Regions from separate parts of the Arachis hypogaea genome. Here region 2 is linked to region 1. A link is a contact called in public Hi-C data. All regions are on one chromosome and are shown on one strand. Each heading gives the region's core, a stretch centred on a gene start, on an enhancer-like site or on the middle of the called end of the contact. The rest is flanking DNA. Distances are from core to core; before and after follow the strand shown. Region 1 holds the start of LOC140180490. Region 2 has its middle 18 kb from the start of LOC112764501.

Evidence for each region. A called contact is a pair of places that touch in the nucleus more often than the background predicts.
Region 2: a contact with region 1 is called in a Hi-C map of leaf, with 2.1 times the contacts expected there. The contact joins the enhancer-like site here to the promoter of LOC140180490 in region 1. A contact is called at or near these places in 4 of 8 Hi-C or Micro-C datasets (leaf and an unstated tissue).

The regions. Positions count from the first base shown.
Region 1 is chr17:11,591,977-11,595,829 of arahy.Tifrunner.gnm2.J5K5, reverse strand. LOC140180490 reads left to right here and starts at 2,094. Exons shown (of 3, transcript XM_072221692.1): 1 at 2,094-2,369; 2 at 2,568-2,920; 3 at 3,152-3,836. The coding sequence starts at 2,094. The coding sequence ends at 3,836. LOC112762804 reads left to right here. Exons shown (of 1, transcript XM_025808641.1): 1 at 1-615. The coding sequence ends at 615.
Region 2 is chr17:11,628,135-11,631,987 of arahy.Tifrunner.gnm2.J5K5, reverse strand. No RefSeq gene overlaps it. Among protein-coding and RNA genes, the nearest start is that of LOC112764501, 18 kb to the left of the region's middle. Within about 2 kb of position 1,602, at least 1 of the 3 cell types and tissues checked has open chromatin away from gene starts, as enhancers often do.

The sequences.
Region 1 (3,853 bases), core at 845-3,344:
ATGCTAGCAATCGAAGGAACCATACAACCAAGGAAGGACAAAGAACCAGACGTCACAATATCCTTCAACCAAGCAGACTTCAAATCGGCAAGCCCTAACCTCGACGACCCCGTGGTAATTTCCATCCAGGTCGGAGAACTGTTGGTAAGAAAAACATTGTTGGATCCAGGTAGTAGTGCTAATGTTTTATTTTACTCTACTTTTACAAAAATGAAATTATCAGAAAAATTGATACAACCCTCCTCCGGAGAACTAATTGGGTTCTCCAGAGAGAGAGTCCCCATCATGGGACACATATGGCTAAAGACCACAATGGGAGAAATTCCTATGTCAAAGTCAATTGATATTCAATACCTAATAGTAAACTGTTACAGCCCTTACAATATTATACTTGGGAGACCTGCCCTGAATTTATTCCGGGCAGTGGTGTTCACATTACATCTGTGTGTCAAGTTCCCAGTGCAGGAAAACAAGATCGCCACGGTATATGCCGATCATCAAGAAGCTCGGCAATGCTACAACGCCGGCTTAAAACCAGTTCAAACAAAACATGAAGCTCGGCCCCAGGTTCAAGCAATCCACACGTCTGCCAACAGCGACACTAGCCGATCTTGACCCAAGGGAAGACCTCGGCGAAAGACCTTGGCCAATGGACAATCTTCAACAAGTAACACTAACAGCAGACGACAAACAATGCACATATGTTGGAGAAGCATTAGAAGGGGCAGACCGGGCAAGACTCATTCACATACTACGTGAGAACGCCGACCTTTTCGCATGGACACCAGATAACATGCCTGGAATAAACCCAGAAGTCATCTGCCACAAGCTAGCAATTGACAAAATAATCCGACCAGTTGCACAGAAGAAAAGGAACCTCGGAGAGGAGAAAAAACAAGCACCACTTGAAGAAACCCAGAAGCTCCTCAATGCAGGCTTTATCAGAGAAATTCGCTTCACCACATGGTTGTCCAACGTGGTAATGGTAAGGAAGAGCTCAGGTAAATGGCGCATGTGCGTCGACTTTACAAACTTAAATAAAGCTTGTCCTAAAGATGCATACCCATTGCCTTGCATTGATAAATTAGTTGATAACGCCTCTGGTTTCAAAGCTTTGAGTTTTATGGATGCATACTCTGGCTATAACCAGATTCTAATGCACCCAGAAGACCAAAGCAAAACAGCTTTTATAACAGAACATGGGAATTTTTGTTACAAGGTAATGCCCTTTGGCCTAAAGAATGCAGGTGCGACATACCAAAGGCTAATGGACAGAGTATTCCAGCAGTAGATAGGCCGCAATATGGAGGTCTATGTAGATGACATGGTAGCCAAAACACCTATGCAGGGATCACACTGTGACGACTTAGTAGAAATCTTCAAACAACTCCGAGCATATAACATGAGGCTCAATCCAGACAAATGTGCATTCGGAGTACAAGGAGGGAAGTTCCTCGGATTCATGTTAACGTCTCGAGGCCAACCCAGAAAAATGCAAGGCCGTACTGAACATGGCAAGCCCAAAAACGGTAAAGAAAGTCCAGCAACTTGCAGGACGAATCGCTGCTCTATCACGTTTCCTACCCGCAGTGGCAAAGCGATCTTATCACTTTTTCCAGACATTCTCTAAAGGCAGGAAGTTCAACTAGACAGACGAATGTGAGAATGCTTTTACCGAACTCAAACAACACCTAACATCACCACCAATCCTCTAAAGGCCAGAGACAGGTAAGCCACTGTATTTATACCTATCAATATCTAACCATGCTATAAGCTCGGTCTTAGTAACAGAAACAGGAAGAAAGCAAAACCCAGTATACTTCATCAGTAGGGTACTACAACCAATAGAAACACAGTACCCGAAGATAGAACAACTGGCGCTAGCACTAATCACCACAGCAAGAAGACTGCGGCACTATTTATAGAGCCACACAATCATAGTACGAACGGACCAACCGCTAAGGCAGATATTAACCAGACCCGAGCTCGCCGGCAGATTGATAAAGTGGTCGGTCGAACTCTCCGAGTTCGATATTCATTACGAATCAAGGAAAACACTGAAGTCACAGGTGCTAGCCGACTTTATATCGGAGATGACTAATGACACACATAATACAGAGGTCAGTTGGAGCATACATGTGGATGGAGCGTCAAACAAAGAAGGCAGTGGAGCAGGGATACTACTAAAAGAAGGAGACAAAGTGGTGGCCGAGCAGTCACTACAGTTCTGCTTCAACGCAAGCAACAATCAGGCAGAATACGAGGCCCTACTTGCTGGACTAAAGCTCGCCCTGCAACTACACATACCTCGAATAACAGCCTACTGCGACTCTTCGTTAGTGGTACATCAAATAAAGGGCAAATTCCAGGTAAAAGATCCTTTGTTAGAGAAATATTGGCTCATAACAAAGGATCTAATTTCAAAATTTAAAGAATTCAATATTATTCATGTAAACCGAGAACAAAACACCAGGGCCGATGTGTTATCTAAGTTAGCCACAACTCGGCAAGTCGAAAACACATCGGCACTGTCCCATCTAACACTTGACAAACCAAGTTTTGAGCAGGATACAATTTTGAGCATTACACAGGTCCCAGATTGGCGAACACCTTTTCTCGATTACATCAACACAGGCACTATGCCAAATGATGAACCAAACTTACCGCTCTTCCGAAGAAGAGCAAGCTTCTATACAGTGCTCGGAAACACCCTATACAGGCGGGGACATTCACAACCACTACTCAAGTGCATCAGCAAAGAGGAAGCCGAGGAAGTTATGGCTGAAACGCATGAAGGAGTCTGTGGCAACCATATCGGCGGCCGAGCATTAGCAGCAAAGATCTTGCGAACAGGATACTATTGGCCGACGATAAAACGGGACTGCATCACAAAGGTCAAATCATGTGATAATTGTCAAAGGCACGCCACCCTATAAGAGACCCCAGCCGAGGAGCTCCATACCATAGAGGTAAGCTGGCCTTTCGATAGGTGGGGATTGGATATCCTCGGACCTTTTCCGAAAGCGCCAGGCCAGGTAAAGTTCCTCTTAGTGTCAATTGACTACTTCTCTAAGTGGATAGAAGCACAACCACTAGCACACATAACAGCAGAAAAAGTGCGATCTTTTCTATGGAAAAATATCATATGCAGATACGGTATCCCAAGAGAAATAATCTCGGATAACGGGAGACAATTCACAGATCATAAGCTCGCCACTTTTCTGACAAATTTTAACATTAAACATCACTTCAGCTCAGTACAGCACCCGCAGACTAACGGACAAGTTGAATCAGCTAACAGAATTATCTTGCATGGATTAAAGAAAAAGCTCGACGAAGCTAAAGGAGAGCGGGCCGGCCTCATTCCAGAAATTCTATGGAGTTACAACACCAGCATCCAATCTGCCACAGGGGAAACTCCCTTCAAATTGGTATATGGCGCAGAAGCGCTCATTCCAGTAGAGGTCAGCGTCCCAATGTTAAGGACCGAGCTCTATAATCAACCAAATAATCAACAAGCTCGGACAGCCGAATTGGACCTTGTAGAAGAAGACAGAGACGTTTTCGCCATAAAGCAGCGAGCCAGAAAACGATACCTAGAGCGAAGACACAACAAAAGAGTAGTTCACAGGTCTTTCAACAATGGAGACCTCGTACTCAGACGAACAGAAGATGCTCGAAAACCACCAGCACATGGCAAATTAGCGGCAAATTGGGAAGGTCCTTTCCGAGTTCTCCAAAATCTCGGAAAGGGGGCTTACAAACTAGAAACCCTCAGAGGAGAGCAGCTACCAGGAACATGGAATATCTCCTCTCTAAGGAAATATCAGTCATAACATAGTTTGTAAAATAG
Region 2 (3,853 bases), core at 353-2,852, 37 kb before region 1:
GCTTATCATATAGAAGCAATTGATTGTTTTCATTGAATGCATGCATGAACCCACTATTTGTAATAGTAGTTGTTTGAATGATTCACATATAATGTTTTAGATTTGAATGGTTAATTTTTTATCTATTGAAAAAATTAATTATGATAAAGAATAATTAGGATTAATTGTTGGTCATGGAAGACTTAGAAAGAAGAACCAACATGCATTCAATGCATTGCACTATGTAGCTTACACCAACATTATCTATTTATCTTTGATTTTATGATTTGACTGAAATTGTTGAACCACAACAAATTAGTGAAGAGAATTAGACATTCGCACACGGCAGGGAAATCAATAAGAGAGAGGACAGATACAAATGAACAAACAAACAAAATTGGAAATGAAGTGATGCTGAAGGACAAGATAGATTACGGAAATTATTTTTTATATTTGGGGGTGAAAATAGTATTTTTTAGGATCATAGATTATAAGAATGTTATTTTTAAATATAAAATTTTTTTATTTAAAAGATAAAAATTAGACTGTCCAATTTTTTTTAAAAACAAAAATCGGATATCGAATTTGTTAGGAATAAAAATTAGACCCTCCAATTTATAATTTTTTAAAAAAAAAAATCACTACAAACAAATCGAATCTTCGAATTTGATATTAAAAAATTTTAAAAATTAACTTACAAAATAATCAGTAGATCTAATTACTGATTCTCATATCAAAATAAAAATACACGCACAACTAATAAAATTAAATTATACACATTTTTTTCATAATAAAAAATTTTAACCGATAAATTAAAAAGGTAATAATTTTTTTATCCTGGTGAGAGTTTTTCATGTGTATAATTTTATTTTTTTAATTATATTCTTAAAATTTAATTTAAAAAATATATTTATTTTATTACGTAATATTATATCATTAAAAATAATTATTTTTTATATTAATTATATGAATAATTATTCAAAATTAATATAATTAAACGATAAGGTAAAATATTTTATATTATGAGTGGAGTATATTACTTGAATGTGGTTAATGAACACTGCAAAACAAGACAAAAGCTTGGGGTGAGTGTTGCAAAAAATGACAAGTGGTACGAATTATTCCTAAACTGACCGCAAATCATCAAGATGCATGTTATTTTATCTTTCATTGTCATTATCGTTCACGCATTTCAAAATTTAATGTGACATATTAACATGTAATTAATAACTACATGTTAAGAACTAAAGAAATGTATGTTTATGTTATCTCTCTTATCTAAAATTTTCCGGCTTAAAATTTAAAGAATGCTGATAGCTGACATATATGTGATAATATCTACTCCTACAAATAAATTGATATAATCAAATACAAATTTAGCTTTTTATGGCTGTATTAGGAGACTCCTTTAGGACATAGACATAATAATAATAATAATAATAATAATAATAATAATGAATTAAATTTAAGCATTTATGATAATCAAAACTAAAAGATATTCACAATATAATTCTCTTTAGAAATAACATTTTAGCTTTTGTCATTTCATAAAAGCTAGAACCATTGCTCTCAATTCTTAATTAATTATTGGCCTTGGTAAGGAGTGTGTTAAGCCTAATATAGCATCACTCAAAGAGAGAGAAAAGCTAGAAATATGTCAATTAAGGGGAAAATTAAAAGGGCTTATGTCACTATCTTAAAAGTGAAGTAGTGATGAATTATGTTACAATTATATGATAAAATCATATTAGAATAGCAACAACATCAAAATCTTGAACATGGATCGGAAATTCCATTCCCTCCCCCTGGCCTTGAAACGTTCCATATATGATGCTATGTGCTCTATACTCTCAACACTTTCAACCTATTATTAGGGTTAGGATTGCTTTTTCCTTTTGTTTTTTGCGTTGATATTCTTAGTGATTTGCTGAATGCATTACCATTGACATTTGAGATTAATTAGTTGACATAATTAAGATATGTTTTTTTCTTTGATTATATTATATGTATACCAAAATCAATTATAAAAAATAGTTATTAGTATAAAATAAATAAAATATAAATATATATTAAAAATAAATTAAATTATATTTATATTTATATACAAATAATTAATAATTAATTTTAGTGGCCGATTTTAATATCCGAGTAGTATTGATAGTTGTTTCTTCTGCACTTGATTTGAGCACAGAATCACACTAGATATGTGCGAGTGGAAAAGATAAATACGTGGTTTCTATTACATTACATTCTCATATGCCATTCATTTTGGAGGGGACTTTTTTCATCTTTCACAACACGTGTTAGCATTATAATTAATGATTTTGTTAAAAAACTATATTTCTTTTCATCAACAATCAATCAATATATAAACTAGTGGATGGACAAAAATATAAATTTAAATTATTTTTGTGGAGAAAAAAGAAAAATAAAAAAAGATTTATTATTAGTTAAAAAATATTAGAAATATAAATATTTAAATTGTCTCTTTCTTCTATTAATTTATGATATGGTATCAAAATTTTATGTTTAAAAAATTTAAAGTTTAATTTTTGGTAAACTTCAAAAATGGAAAAAATAGTATAAAAAAAATTATATAAAAAATTAAACGAATTCAAAAAAGGTTCTTACTTAAGGATGAGTGTTAGAGATATAACGATTCATATTATATCTTTTTATTAATTTAAACAATTAGAAAAAATAATTTTATGATAAAAAAAATATTAGTTCCATTTTTTCCCCTAGACCCCAATAACTAATAAAATCGGAGAGATCGTTATTCATGAAATTAATAAGATGTAGAGAATTCATAGTTTTTACACTAAGGAAAATTCTCTTGATTCCATATAATTTTCTTCACATTTATCATATCCTATACATAGTGGTCATATTACTAATCTATTACATGTTTATTCCATTTTTATTTCTTAGATTTTTTCTCATTTTTGTTAGAAATTTAATTATTATGTATATATTTTTATTAATTTAAATTTTTTAAAAAAAATAAATTTATAATATGATATTAAAGTTTTTAGATAAAAAAGTCTAAAGTTTGATTTCTATTATTCTCTAATAAAATAAAATAAAATAAAAAATTAAAAAATCTCTATTAAAAAATTTATGCAAATTCAAAAAAAAAATTTTGTGTAAAAAACGTGTCAAAAATTACACCTCTTTTTATTGATTTAAATTTTTAGAAGAAGTAATTTTTACGACAAATTTAACTGTCAAAGTCCGCATAAATAAAACCACTCACTCGGAGTCCGCCACCAAAGTTGAAGTGTCTGCCCATCTTAGGATCTAAGTAGTCCCTTCTTCTAGAACAAGCTAAGAACAAATTAAGAAAGCTTTTGACACTCAAATGAATCGTTGGAAAACCTTTTACCTTAATACAATACAGTTAGTAGTAGGCATAATTTTATTTCCATATTAAGCTAACGTGTCCAAAATAAAGTTATTGAAACTCTCGGTAAATTTCATATACGGGAAGTTTTTATGGCAAAGAAGAAAAAAAAAAAAGAAGGATAAAATGCATGAGTTGGGATAACTTTACGGATAGTGCGTGTTGTGTGTGTATGTGTGATATGGATGAACCCATATTTGCCCTTGTGGCAAGCACAATAGTGTATAAGTGGATAAGATATTATTAAAAAAAATAACAGTAGTGTGTGATAATTATGATCTTAATAATAAATGTAAAATACTTCTTTAAAAGTATATCATTTTCTTATTGTTTATTTCTTGGAGAATATGTGAGTATCTAATTTAAATGAGGTTTATATTTTATTAGCTATACATAGCCTGTCAAGTGCTATTGTATTTTTTTTTTTTTTTTTATATGAGATGGACACTGATTATTCACAAATAGAGTGCG